Regions from separate parts of the Pan troglodytes genome. Here regions 2 and 3 are each linked to region 1. Evidence: chromatin contacts called from public HiChIP or PLAC-seq data. All regions are on one chromosome and are shown on one strand. The core of a region is the stretch at or near the end of the contact, and the rest is flanking DNA. Distances in the headings are between cores, read along the strand shown. Region 1 holds the start of RASL11B (RAS like family 11 member B). Region 2 holds the start of DANCR (differentiation antagonizing non-protein coding RNA). Region 3 holds the start of USP46 (ubiquitin specific peptidase 46).

Evidence for each region. HiChIP or PLAC-seq counts read pairs in DNA pulled down with a chosen protein or histone mark.
Region 2: a contact with region 1 is called in an H3K4me3 HiChIP or PLAC-seq map of stem cell-derived excitatory neurons, with 3 times the contacts expected there. The contact joins the promoter of DANCR here to the promoter of RASL11B in region 1. A contact is called at or near these places in 2 of 7 Hi-C or Micro-C datasets (induced pluripotent stem cells and stem cell-derived neural progenitor cells) and 1 of 1 datasets of contacts at active chromatin or transcription factors (stem cell-derived excitatory neurons).
Region 3: a contact with region 1 is called in an H3K4me3 HiChIP or PLAC-seq map of stem cell-derived excitatory neurons, with 2.7 times the contacts expected there. The contact joins the promoter of USP46 here to the promoter of RASL11B in region 1. A contact is called at or near these places in 1 of 7 Hi-C or Micro-C datasets (stem cell-derived neural progenitor cells) and 1 of 1 datasets of contacts at active chromatin or transcription factors (stem cell-derived excitatory neurons).

The regions. Positions count from the first base shown.
Region 1 is chr3:77,008,565-77,012,289 of NHGRI_mPanTro3-v2.0_pri, forward strand. It overlaps RASL11B (RAS like family 11 member B), which reads right to left and starts at 1,951. Exons shown (of 4, transcript XM_001139797.6): 1 at 1,565-1,951; 2 at 891-947. The coding sequence starts at 1,706.
Region 2 is chr3:77,154,320-77,157,731 of NHGRI_mPanTro3-v2.0_pri, forward strand. It overlaps DANCR (differentiation antagonizing non-protein coding RNA), which reads right to left and starts at 2,007. Exons shown (of 3, transcript NR_131911.1): 1 at 1,934-2,007; 2 at 1,498-1,637; 3 at 321-965. LOC129143742 (a long non-coding RNA gene) reads left to right here. Exons shown (of 2, transcript XR_008547556.2): 2 at 1,253-3,409. It overlaps LOC112209114 (small nucleolar RNA SNORA26), which reads right to left and starts at 1,210; the gene lies at 1,089-1,210.
Region 3 is chr3:77,207,355-77,210,778 of NHGRI_mPanTro3-v2.0_pri, forward strand. USP46 (ubiquitin specific peptidase 46) reads left to right here and starts at 1,792. Exons shown (of 9, transcript XM_517296.9): 1 at 1,792-2,102. The coding sequence starts at 2,067.

The sequences.
Region 1 (3,725 bases), core at 701-3,200:
AGAGTACTCCCTTGATGCAAATTATCTTGCTCAGCCTATGTGAGGTTTTTGTTTTCTTGAGTACTTGATTCATTCTTTGACTGTAACTTTGTATTTTGGCCGTTAGATATAATGGCTTGCTAGACAAATACTGTTAGTAAACACACAGTCAATGTTATCAGTTGGAATAAAAATGTGACATAATTACAATCAACTCTACATCAAATCAGAAGGCTGCCATGTCTTATCTTGGGATAGCTTATACAGCTCATTTCAAATAATCCCCTCTAGGTACTCATATGGTCTACAGAGTTAAGCAATTTGCTAACAGAGCATAGGCAGAAAGCTCTTAAGCCTCCCCAGTGGCTATTCTTAATCATAAGGATTGAAAAATGTGTCCTCTCATTTATTCGGGAATTCTCCTCCTAAAATTCTACCATCCAGTTGTTTGTCTTTGTTAAGAAGGAGGAACTTTAGGTTTACAACTGCTCTCCTTTGGCCTTTGCTTTAAAAGGTCACCTCTGAAAGGCAGCCAGCAGAGAAGGAGAGGGGTGGGGGAAGGAGCTGGGGACTCCTTTTTTTTTTTTTTACGACTTTTGCAGGAGTGTTTTGAAGGGAGAGGTTCTTGACTACAAAGGGTGCTTCCAACTGGGGTCACTATAGTTAAAACATACCAAGGGGAATACTTTCAGGCACTTGATAAAATGATGAATGGGCTTGGAATGGAATGAGGCCAGATGGTAGTTATGGGAGGGGGGCGCCATGGAGGGCTGGGGACTGGGGAAAGTTTTAAGTGGCGGGATCCTCAGGCTCGGACTGTCACTGAAAGAACCTCCCTGGGAAGCGCTGGAAAATGGGAACCGCAGTCCTCCTGCAATGGGACAGAATTTTTCTCAAATGCATTGTCTCACCTGCATTTCTTTCATAGTCACCGATGAATCGTTTGGTGAGGAACCGGACCACCAGTGCTGCAGGTCAGAAAAAAGAACGTCAAAGTGTTAACCTTGGAAGTTAGATTGTTCTCCACCCCACCCCCTGCCTGGAAAACAGTTCTCCCAAAGAAAGCCATAGATGGCCACCAAGTGAAATTCCTACCCTGTAGCTCCTTGACCCTTCTTCCAGACAAAAAGGAGGGGGCTAGAAGGCATCGTGAATTCTGGCTCTGTGCAGCTGGAAGGCTCACTGGGCCCACCCCCTCCTCTGAGCCCGGCTGAGCCACACCTAAGCCTTCCAGTAGACCCACGTCTTCCTAACCTTCAAGACCTCCCAGGGCGGCTAGCTTCACTAACTCCCCTTTCTGTGCCAGGCATTGCCAGAGGCTCAAACACCCCAAAGTTCTGATGGCGGCGGTGCCGGTGGTCCCCAGAAAGCTGCCTGGCCATTCTTGATCCCTGTTTCCCCCGTCTGTGGAAGCAGGCGGGTGGCGTAGACAACGGCTAAGCCCACTCCCAAGGGGCAGCGGCTCCCTGCGCGGGGACGGAGAGCGGTCGGGCTGCAGCTCCCACCGCTCCCCACGCCTTGTTCAGCCTCAACTCCCGTCAGGGGTCGTCCACGACCAGACCCAGGGCTAAGCGCGACGACTCACCGGTCTTGCCCACGCCGCTGGCGCCCACCACGGCGATCTTGACCAGGCGGCGGCCGGCGGCGCCCACATAGCAGTCGGAGGCCGCGGCGTTGCCCGGCGCGGGGTACTCGGCGATGGTGCACATGTTCTGAATGAGGCGCATCGCCTCGGCTGCGGCGCACCGCGCGGGAAGGGACTGAGGGACTGGAGAATGCTAGCGCTGCGCGGGAGCGGGCGGGAGGACCCGACTGCGGGGCTCCGCGGTAAGAAATAACAACAATAAACAAGTGCAGGTACGGGCGGGGTGGGGCCGGGCGCCGAGGTTCCGCAGGGCTCAGGCTCCAGACCCAGACTGCACTCGCGCGGCGCGCAGGCTGTTTTCTCCGCGGCAGGCCCCGCCCCCTCTCCCCACAGCCAATCCCGGGGCGCCCTACACGAGGCCCCGCCCCCGGCGCCGCTCCGCGCGCGCGACGCCCCCGGAGGCGCCTGGAGTCAGTGCCGAGCCCCGTGAGGCGCGGGGAGAAAAGGCAGCTGGCGGAGGGAGGCAGCGGGTGGTCCGAAGCGGCGCAGCCCAAGGTGGGCGCCTGGTAGGTCCTGCCGCGCGAGCATGGGGCAGATGCTGTGGCTGCGGGGCCGGGAAGAGAGCGCAGCCTCCACAGAGCCATTCCGGACCGCTGCCTCCGCCGGCTCCACAGCCCACGCGCGCACTCGCTGCAGCTCCCACCTAGGGCGCCTGCTCTGGGCGGGCCGGGAGCGGTGTTTGCTGCCCGGCTTAGTGCCGCACGCCCTGATTTGGAGCGATTGCACTGGCTTGGGTACATCCCAGCTCATAGATTCGGCTACAGTTGGCAATCATCCGCAAAGACTCCAGCCTAAGACCTTTAGACCCCCGTAAAATGTGACATTTGAAGCAAAAATATCATCCACGTTTTATCCTAGACCCACGTTCTCTGGCTCTTGTCGACGGCGCAAGCTAACGCGAACACACATGGTCGGACGCATGCACAGCACGCCTAGAAGCGGATCAAGAAGTAATTATAGAACAAGCTTTCCAGCGCCTCACTCAGTCACACCTCCTCCAAGAGCTGTGAAATGGAAAGAAAACAGTTACCCCAGCTGCGACGTCTGAAGGGGCCCCGCACTTCGTCCCTGGTCATAAGACACCGCAAGAGTTTAGTTAAGTGGCTTGATGCCAAGGAAGAGGTGGGCCCTGCACTCCTAAAATCCCAAGCTCCGGCCCCTTACAGTCTCATCTGAGAAACACATCTTCAACGGCAGGCCAAATTCCTCCTGCGAGCAACATTGTGTAGCTGCAGCTGATGGCAAGATGTCACCAGAGTCGCGGGTTAACCACCCCATCCGCCATCCAAGGCCCTCTCCCCGCTACCCTTTCAACCTTGTCCCAGAGGCTTTTATGTTGGGGTATGGCAACAAACTCTGTGGCTTTGTGTACCCACCCACATTAAAGGCTAAAATGTGAAATAAACCAGTGCCCTTATCCGCACATGTCAGTCATCTAATTTGACCCCCTCTTCCAGCCAGAACTTAATTGACCAGGTATTTGACAGAATTTTATGATCCTCAGCCAGTTCAGACTCTGAGATGAACCTCTTGTCTACAGAGGTTTAGGTGTTTGCAGGAATGCAAGGAGAAATAGAAAGGTAATCTCAAGGTAGCAAGTTTTCTAGGATGGGCCACGTAATTAGAAAGACACACAACCTTACAATAAACATAATAAAAGGCTGACTTCTAGGGAGATCACTAGAGCGAAACAGCCATTTGAGTCAGAAAGAAAAAGCATTTCCAATATGCACCATGTCTTTCTGCATGGTTTAAATCAGACTTGAATGTCACTTATATAAAATCAAACTTTGCAAGACTGTAATTACAGGTAACCATGTACTTTTAAAATCTTTCCCCTCCAAAAAGCCTGCTATTCTATCATGCTTACATGGTAAAATAATGATGTAGGCTAAAGTACTAGTTTAACATACACACACACACATACACACACACACAGAGAGAGAGAGAGACATGACAAAAGCTGTCAAGGGGAATTTTGCTTTGAATCATTTAGTTTCTTGGGCTTGATTTTCATTACCATAAGCCCATACAAAACCTGTGATTTTTCTGTCTGCAACGCAAAGGCTTGATTTGGTGTTCTTATTTTAGATCTAAATGA
Region 2 (3,412 bases), core at 757-3,256, 150 kb after region 1:
CCTTTTGTGCCAAATTTTGTGAACCTTCTTAGGCTCAATGCAATGAAATAATATGAAGAGTTTATATTCTTAACAGCCCGACTGTGGTCCTTTCCTAGTTTGGTTGAAATAATTCTTAACTGTTACACCAGGACACCAAATCTCAAGAGACAAGTGACTTTCCAGAAGTCACATTGCCTAAAAGTTATACATGTGAAGCCTCTCATTCAGAGATACTCACAGGTGATGAAACTTGAGTTATCCCTAATCCATTTCTTTACCTGTGAAATGGGAGTATAGAATCTGTAAGGTTAGCCGAGAGAAAAGACAAGAGACCCAAGGTCAGGCCAAGTAAGTTTATTAACCTGCCAGGCTGCTCCACCAGTCAGAGGTGGCAGCCCTGAGCTTACAAAATGAGGGGTTTATATGCGGGAGAGAGACCCTGGGGTTGTTAGTCAATTAACTTTACCACATATAATCTCATGACCGGCTTACAATATATTATCTTGTGAAAATAGGAATTTACAAGGGGGTGTAATCCACGTTTCTCATGACCTCCCCCGTGCCACCTGGAGGGCTTCGGTGTAGCAAGTCTGGTGACCCTGCTATAGCGCCTAGATAACGGTTCAGGAATGCAGCTGCAGAGTATTCAGGGTAAGGGTCAGCTGCATTGAGTTAGCGGGGGCGGAGTGGTCCTGGGGCAGCCTGTCCCTAACAGAATCCACCTCCAAGTTGTGACAATTAAATGAAAAGGTTGAAAAGGTGAACATGAAGCACCTGCTACACTGCCCTGTTGCCACCAGCATTGTCACTGCTCTAGCTCCTGTGGCACTGCACGGACACGTGGTTGCTGCAAGTTAGTACGCATATTTGGCCTTATTAGAGGCACTTTCCTATTGTAACTGAAGGGATAGTTGGCTTAAGTCAATTGAAATACCAGCAACAGGACATTCCAGCTTCAAAGGCTTGTGCCTGTAGTTGTCAACCTATAGAAAGAAAAGTTTTAAAATGACGTTTTAACCAAAGAAAACTGAAATGTATTGCTTGTTCTATAAACTGTAAAGAAAATCACAAAGGCGCTCAAGTTGTAACGAAATTTTTTCTGGTTCAGTTGTGACTCCAGACAGGATCCAAAGAGGAGCTTTCCAGTCTCTTCTCTGGGTTTTATGGAGACTTACTTTACCCTTCTGTGTTAGCCTCTTAAAGCACTGGGTCAACCTTAAAAGGGCACAGGAAAGGGTGCTTTGTGATTTTTTTTCTTTGATTTTTACAGGGTTCACTACTATTTTCCGCGTTGCTCTCAATACCTCGTGGATCTCTGCTTCTCTAAGTCTGAAACCACACTAGAAACAGCTGTTTTGTTTGGTGAGCCCCTACATGGATGTTTCCTTCCAGTTAAGGGGAGCCGGATTCGGACCTTGGCGACAAACAGACGCCGGGGAACCCTCCGGTCCCACTGGCCACGTGCTCCAGGCTGACTCATTCCTCCCCCCACCCCGCTCAAGGCTAGGAACATACCTGCGCTAAGAACTGAGGCAGCTGCACTTCCGCAGACGTAAGAGACGAACTCCTGGGGCTCAAGGTCGGCTGGGGTTGGGTTCCTGTCGCCGCACGCGTGGCCCGCCCGAAACCCGCTACAAAGTAGTGGCGCGTCAGCCCTGGGGAAGCAAAGCGCAAAATTGTTACGGTGCCCAGACCTGCGCCGGGAACCTCCGGCTGTTTCGCTGGGCGCGGCGCCTGTGCCTCGCGCAGCCCCGGGACGGGCACGGCCGCCCGCCCCCCGGGCCGCCGAGAGCTGCTCTACCCCTCCGTTCTGGCCGCCGGGAGCAGAGGAGCTCGAGGCGGGCAAAGCTCGTGGGGACACCGGGCGAGCCCAGCCCCTGATCGGACCCGCGGGCCGGCCGGGCGCCCTCCCCGCGGGAGACCGAAAGCCGAAGACTGGAGATGCACTCACCACGCAACTCCAGCTGACAAAGAGGCCTGCGACCTGCGACGGGCGCACAAACCAGAGAGGCGGCGCGGGGCGGGGAGGGAAGCAGGAGGGTCGCGGGGCCCGCAGCCAATCCCGGGAAGACTCTGGGCAAGGGCGGGGCGCGCAGCCGATCCCTGGAGAGTTCGGGGAGCTCAGCCAATCCCGGGAAGATCCTGAGCGGGGCGGGGTGGAGGGCCGCGGCACGCACAGCCAATCCCGGATGGGGTGGGACGGGCCCGGCCATTGGCTGTGGGTGTCCGGGGCCGGCCTAGGTGTGGCTCATGCGGTAGCACGGGGATAAGCCATGTCTGCGCGCGGAGCATCCTTCTCTGAATTAGATTTTTCAGGCTACCTACCAATCCCCGGCGTTGGTGATTTTGGCGCTCTTGGGCCCTAGACCCTTCCTCGGGTGCCCTTCTGGAGAGGGCATCGAGGTTACTCCAGGGTTGGCCTAAGGCCCTGAGATTCCCTTTCCTAAAGCCACACTAATCCGGTGTGTGTTCATCATCTGTGTCCGCCTAAACCGTAAGCTTAAAGAGAAGCCACGACCATGTCTTGTTCAACAAACTCACTCCCGTGGCCTCTCCTAAAGCTAGAAGGACGACCTCCTTTCCTCATGCTCCCTCTTTATTCATTTACAGAGTCCAATAAGTAGACCATAATCAGTTGGAGGGTAGGAGTTGGGGAGGTTGAGAAGGCAACCATAGCAATCTCAAGGTAACAGGCTCAAACTTGGCAAACAAATAAGTAGAAGAAAATTGGAGTATATGCTAAAAGGAGAACTTCTATTGCTGTTTCACGTACTTACCATCTGCTAACAAATCTAATCCTCAAAATATATTTAATCATCTCCAAATTATAGATGGGGAAATAATTATGTTATGTAACTTGCCCAAAGTCACAGAGCAGCTAGCCAGTGGTAGATCCAGGATTTGAACTCAAGCAGCCTGAAGGCAGAGCCCCTCAAACAACATGCTACCTAGCCTTTCCCCAGGTATTGGGGGTGGAGCAGGAAGGGAAACCAAAAAATAGCCTACACTTGGTTAACAGATCAAGACAGGCAGCTCTGGTGGGGTGTGGCTTTGTAAACAGAAAGAACAACTCGTCCAGAGCCCCAAGGTAAAACAGGAAAGGGCTTTACCTGTTTAAGGACTCCCAGAAATGGAACTTAAGGAGCAGAGTGGCCTGAGATGAGAATGGCTTGGGGCCAGACCATGCAGGAAACCCTGGAAGAGTTGTTTTGTTTTGTTTTGTTTTTGAGATGGAGTCTCGCTCTGTTGCCCAGACTGGAGTGTAGTGGCACGATCTTGGCTCACTGCAGCCTCCGCCTCCCAAGTTCAAACTATTCTCGTCTCGGCCTCCCGGGTAGTTGGGATTACAGGCATGCACCACCATGCCTGGTTAATTTTTGTATTTGTGAAAGAGTTTATACTTTGTGCTAAGAATGATGGAAAGCTGTTC
Region 3 (3,424 bases), core at 542-3,041, 200 kb after region 1:
AATACTGAACTCTTATTACAAAATTTTCATATCATTTAAAGCTTTAGATTATTGCCTTTATAGTGGAACTTCTGTGAAACTGAGTCCTGAGATCTGAGTTTTAGCCTTGAGGTTGCTCCTGACCTTGAGACATTAATACTCAAATCTTAAAGTTTTCTGGGCCTCCGTGCTGGGATTGGTCATAGTTCAGTTGTTTCCTGTCTTCTCTCTTCTCTTCCTCTCCCAGAGTGCTCAGCCCAGGTTACCACACCAACTTAATCTGTAACATTTCGGTAAGTCATCTGGGCAGGATACTTGATCCTCTAAGCCTTATGTGACTGATCTGCAAAAAAGGAGATAATAGCATGTACCAGCTGATAGTTATGGTGGCGATTAAAGGAGATCAGGAATGTAAACATTGGGTGCAGTGGTTCACGCCTGTTGTCCCAGCGCTTTGGGAGGCCAAGGTGGGATGATCGCTGGAGCCCAGGAGTTTGAGATGACTCGGGGCTGCCCAGCCTCAGGCTGGGCAACATAGCGAGACCCTGTCTCTTAAAAAACAGAGAGAGAGAGAAGAAAATCAGTCATGACTTACAATGGAAGAAATTATCATCAGGATGTATTTGGAAATAATATTTAGGTTGAAAGACTTAAGCAGGAATATTATTTCTCATGTCCACTGGAAAACACAGTGACATGACTCCCAAAACCTTCAGTCAACAAGTCTGTCTTACTGTTTCCTCCCCAGATTCTAGGGATATTAGCAATCAACGGCTCTCAAATCTTTACTCTTGGTTAGATAAAAGCTATCTTCAACTAATTTTTCTTCTGATTCAATTTGTCATTAAATACACTGATCTAAGAATTTATCACGCATCTCACTTGTACAATTTCTCCTTTGAAAGCATCGAATTGCAACCTTGTATGTGTAACTGTTCCACACATTCAGAAATGGGCCCCTTCAATTCGCGTGGACCTATCTGCTAAGTGGTGCACAGACTCGCGCTCTGAGCCCGCAGCCACGACCTTTAATGCGGGAAATGAGCATGATCCCATACAGCGCCCATCTCAACAACTAGAGGCTGGGTGCACCCGAAAGGGGTATGCCTGCCTTGAAGATATGGAAAAGTTTTGTTTTCGTTCTTTCCACTCCTTGGACAGTCCCTAGTGCTTGCGCGGAACCGGGACGTCTCCTTTGGACCCGCTAATGTCACAAGCCGCCCGAGCGCGCCGCTGCTGGCCTCTGCCCAGACCCGGATTCCTCCCCCTTCCCGGCGCCCTTTCTCGGGCGCCCGGCCCGCAGCTGGCGAGGGCTCTCTGACCGCTCCGGTGTCCTCGCCCCATTTTACTTCTTGGGTCCCCGCCGGTGCCATCTGGTTGGAACCCTCGGGAGGAACTAAAATTAGTTGGACGTCGCCACCCCTACCCCTCGCCAAAAAATAAACACCGGGGGCTGCCGAGGCCCGGCGGGAGGAAGGCGACGAGGAAAAAGCGAGGACGGAAGGCGGCCCCGGGTTCGCCCCGGCCTAGGCCGCCCACTTCCCCACCCCGCGCACCGTACCGTCCCCGGCTCCCTGGCTCCCCGACGGCGAGGAGGGCCGCCGCTTCCGCGTCGGGGTCGGCCGGGGGACCTGCGAGGTGCGGCTGCCGCAGCGGCGTGCCCCGGAGCCTGGCCCGGCATTCCAGTCCGAATAGAGAGAGGCAGGGAGTCAAATGGAAAAGCAGGAGGCCAGGCCTGGGCGGGCGAGCTGGGAAGGAGGCGGCGCGGCGGGGCCCGGGAACCCAGCCTGGAGCGCTCTGAGCGGCCGGCTCGGACTCACGCGGCGCGCCCGGGCCGCCCCTCCTCCCCGCGCCGCCGGCCGCGGCCCAGGCTCCCTCGCTCCGCCACTCCCCGCCCCTCCGCGCTCCCTCCCCGCCCTCCCCGCGCCGCCGCCTCCTCCTCCCGGCCTCCCTCTCCCAGCCAAACTGAAAGCCGGACCCCAGGCCGCCGCGCTGCCGCCCGGCCTCCCCGCCAGCGCGCCACCATGGGCAGTCCCGGTTTCCCCTTGTAAAGATGGCGGTGAGGGATCGCTGCAACCTTTAGACTAATGACTGTCCGAAACATCGCCTCCATCTGTAATATGGTGAGTGGCCGAGCCGCCTCGGGGTCGCGCCCGACTCGCGGCGAGGCAAAGAAAGGGAAGCCCGAGCTGCACACACGCCCGGTGGCTGGGGCGGCGGGGGCGGCGGGGGCGGCGGGGTCCGCGCCGCCAGAAGTTCCTGGCCCCCGAGCTGGGCGCGCGGCCGTAGCCACCTCAGCGGCCGGGGAGTGTCCCCGAGCCCCCCGCGCCCGTCTCAGCCCCGGGACCTCGGAACCCGCCCGGCGATCCCGGGGCCGCGCTGCTGCGCCCCCCGCCCTCGGGTTGCGGTGGAAGCGGCTTGAGGGAAGGGAAGCGACCGAACCTGAACGTCCCCGGGGAGGGGGTGGGGGATAAGCTGGAGGTGGGGGGCACCCATCCTCTTCTTGGGGTCAAGACAGCCTTATTGGACGTCCAGACTGCCCTCATCTCATTTTGAGTTCAGTCCTTCCGAGGTGTTTAAAATTCACTTTGCAATAGCAATTGTGTATCTGGAGAAATCGGAAATGTAATAAAGCTGTAAAAAAAGTGCAAAATTGTGGCTGGAGAAGTGAACTTCAACCTGGTTTGAAAAAGCACCGTAATTTGCTCCGCATGCCTCAGTTTCCCCATCTGTGAAAAAGGGACAAGGATCTGTGGCGGTAATATTTGCAGGCCCTAAGGGTGGGGCGGGCTGTGGGCTTGGAGGAGGTCTCCAGGGTTATCCTGCCTGATCCGCTGTAGACCTAGGGGAGGCTGGCGGGCATGGATACAGCCAGGGACATCACTGGGTTCTGATGCAGTCCGAGCCCATGATGCGGTGGTCACTTTAATTTGGGTTTCCCCCATTGCTTTCCCTTTTTCTGTAGGAAGAACCTCCAGCCCTTGGGTCCCCAGGCTGGACCCTGCTGGCGCCTCCACTTGTCAGAGCCTTTGGGGAGCTCAGATTGGAGTAAGGCATTGCTGTCCCTTGCAGGGTGAGATGATGTGTGTTTTGCCTACATTCTTTAGACTGCACCCCGCCTCCCCTCTAGCCCCCTCCCAAGCGGGTCCCCGGAGGCAACACGTGCTCTTCCAGTGCCAGTTTGAGGAAAACCTCCCTTGAAGCTAGTAATACTGGCCCCTAAAGGGAATCCAAGGAAACTTGATGGAGAAGCCCTGGTGTAAGGTGATCTGGCTGCCCTTCCCCCATCACATAGCTTTTTAAATCTTCTGTCCCACATTCTGTTGCAAGATCAACACATGGCAAAGGAGCATTAAGAAGCCTTGTGTTAGCTCAGGGGTGGAATTGAGACCCGCTGGCTTCAGCTTTCAGTACAGTGGGACGTGCCACTGTCACGGCCAGCAGA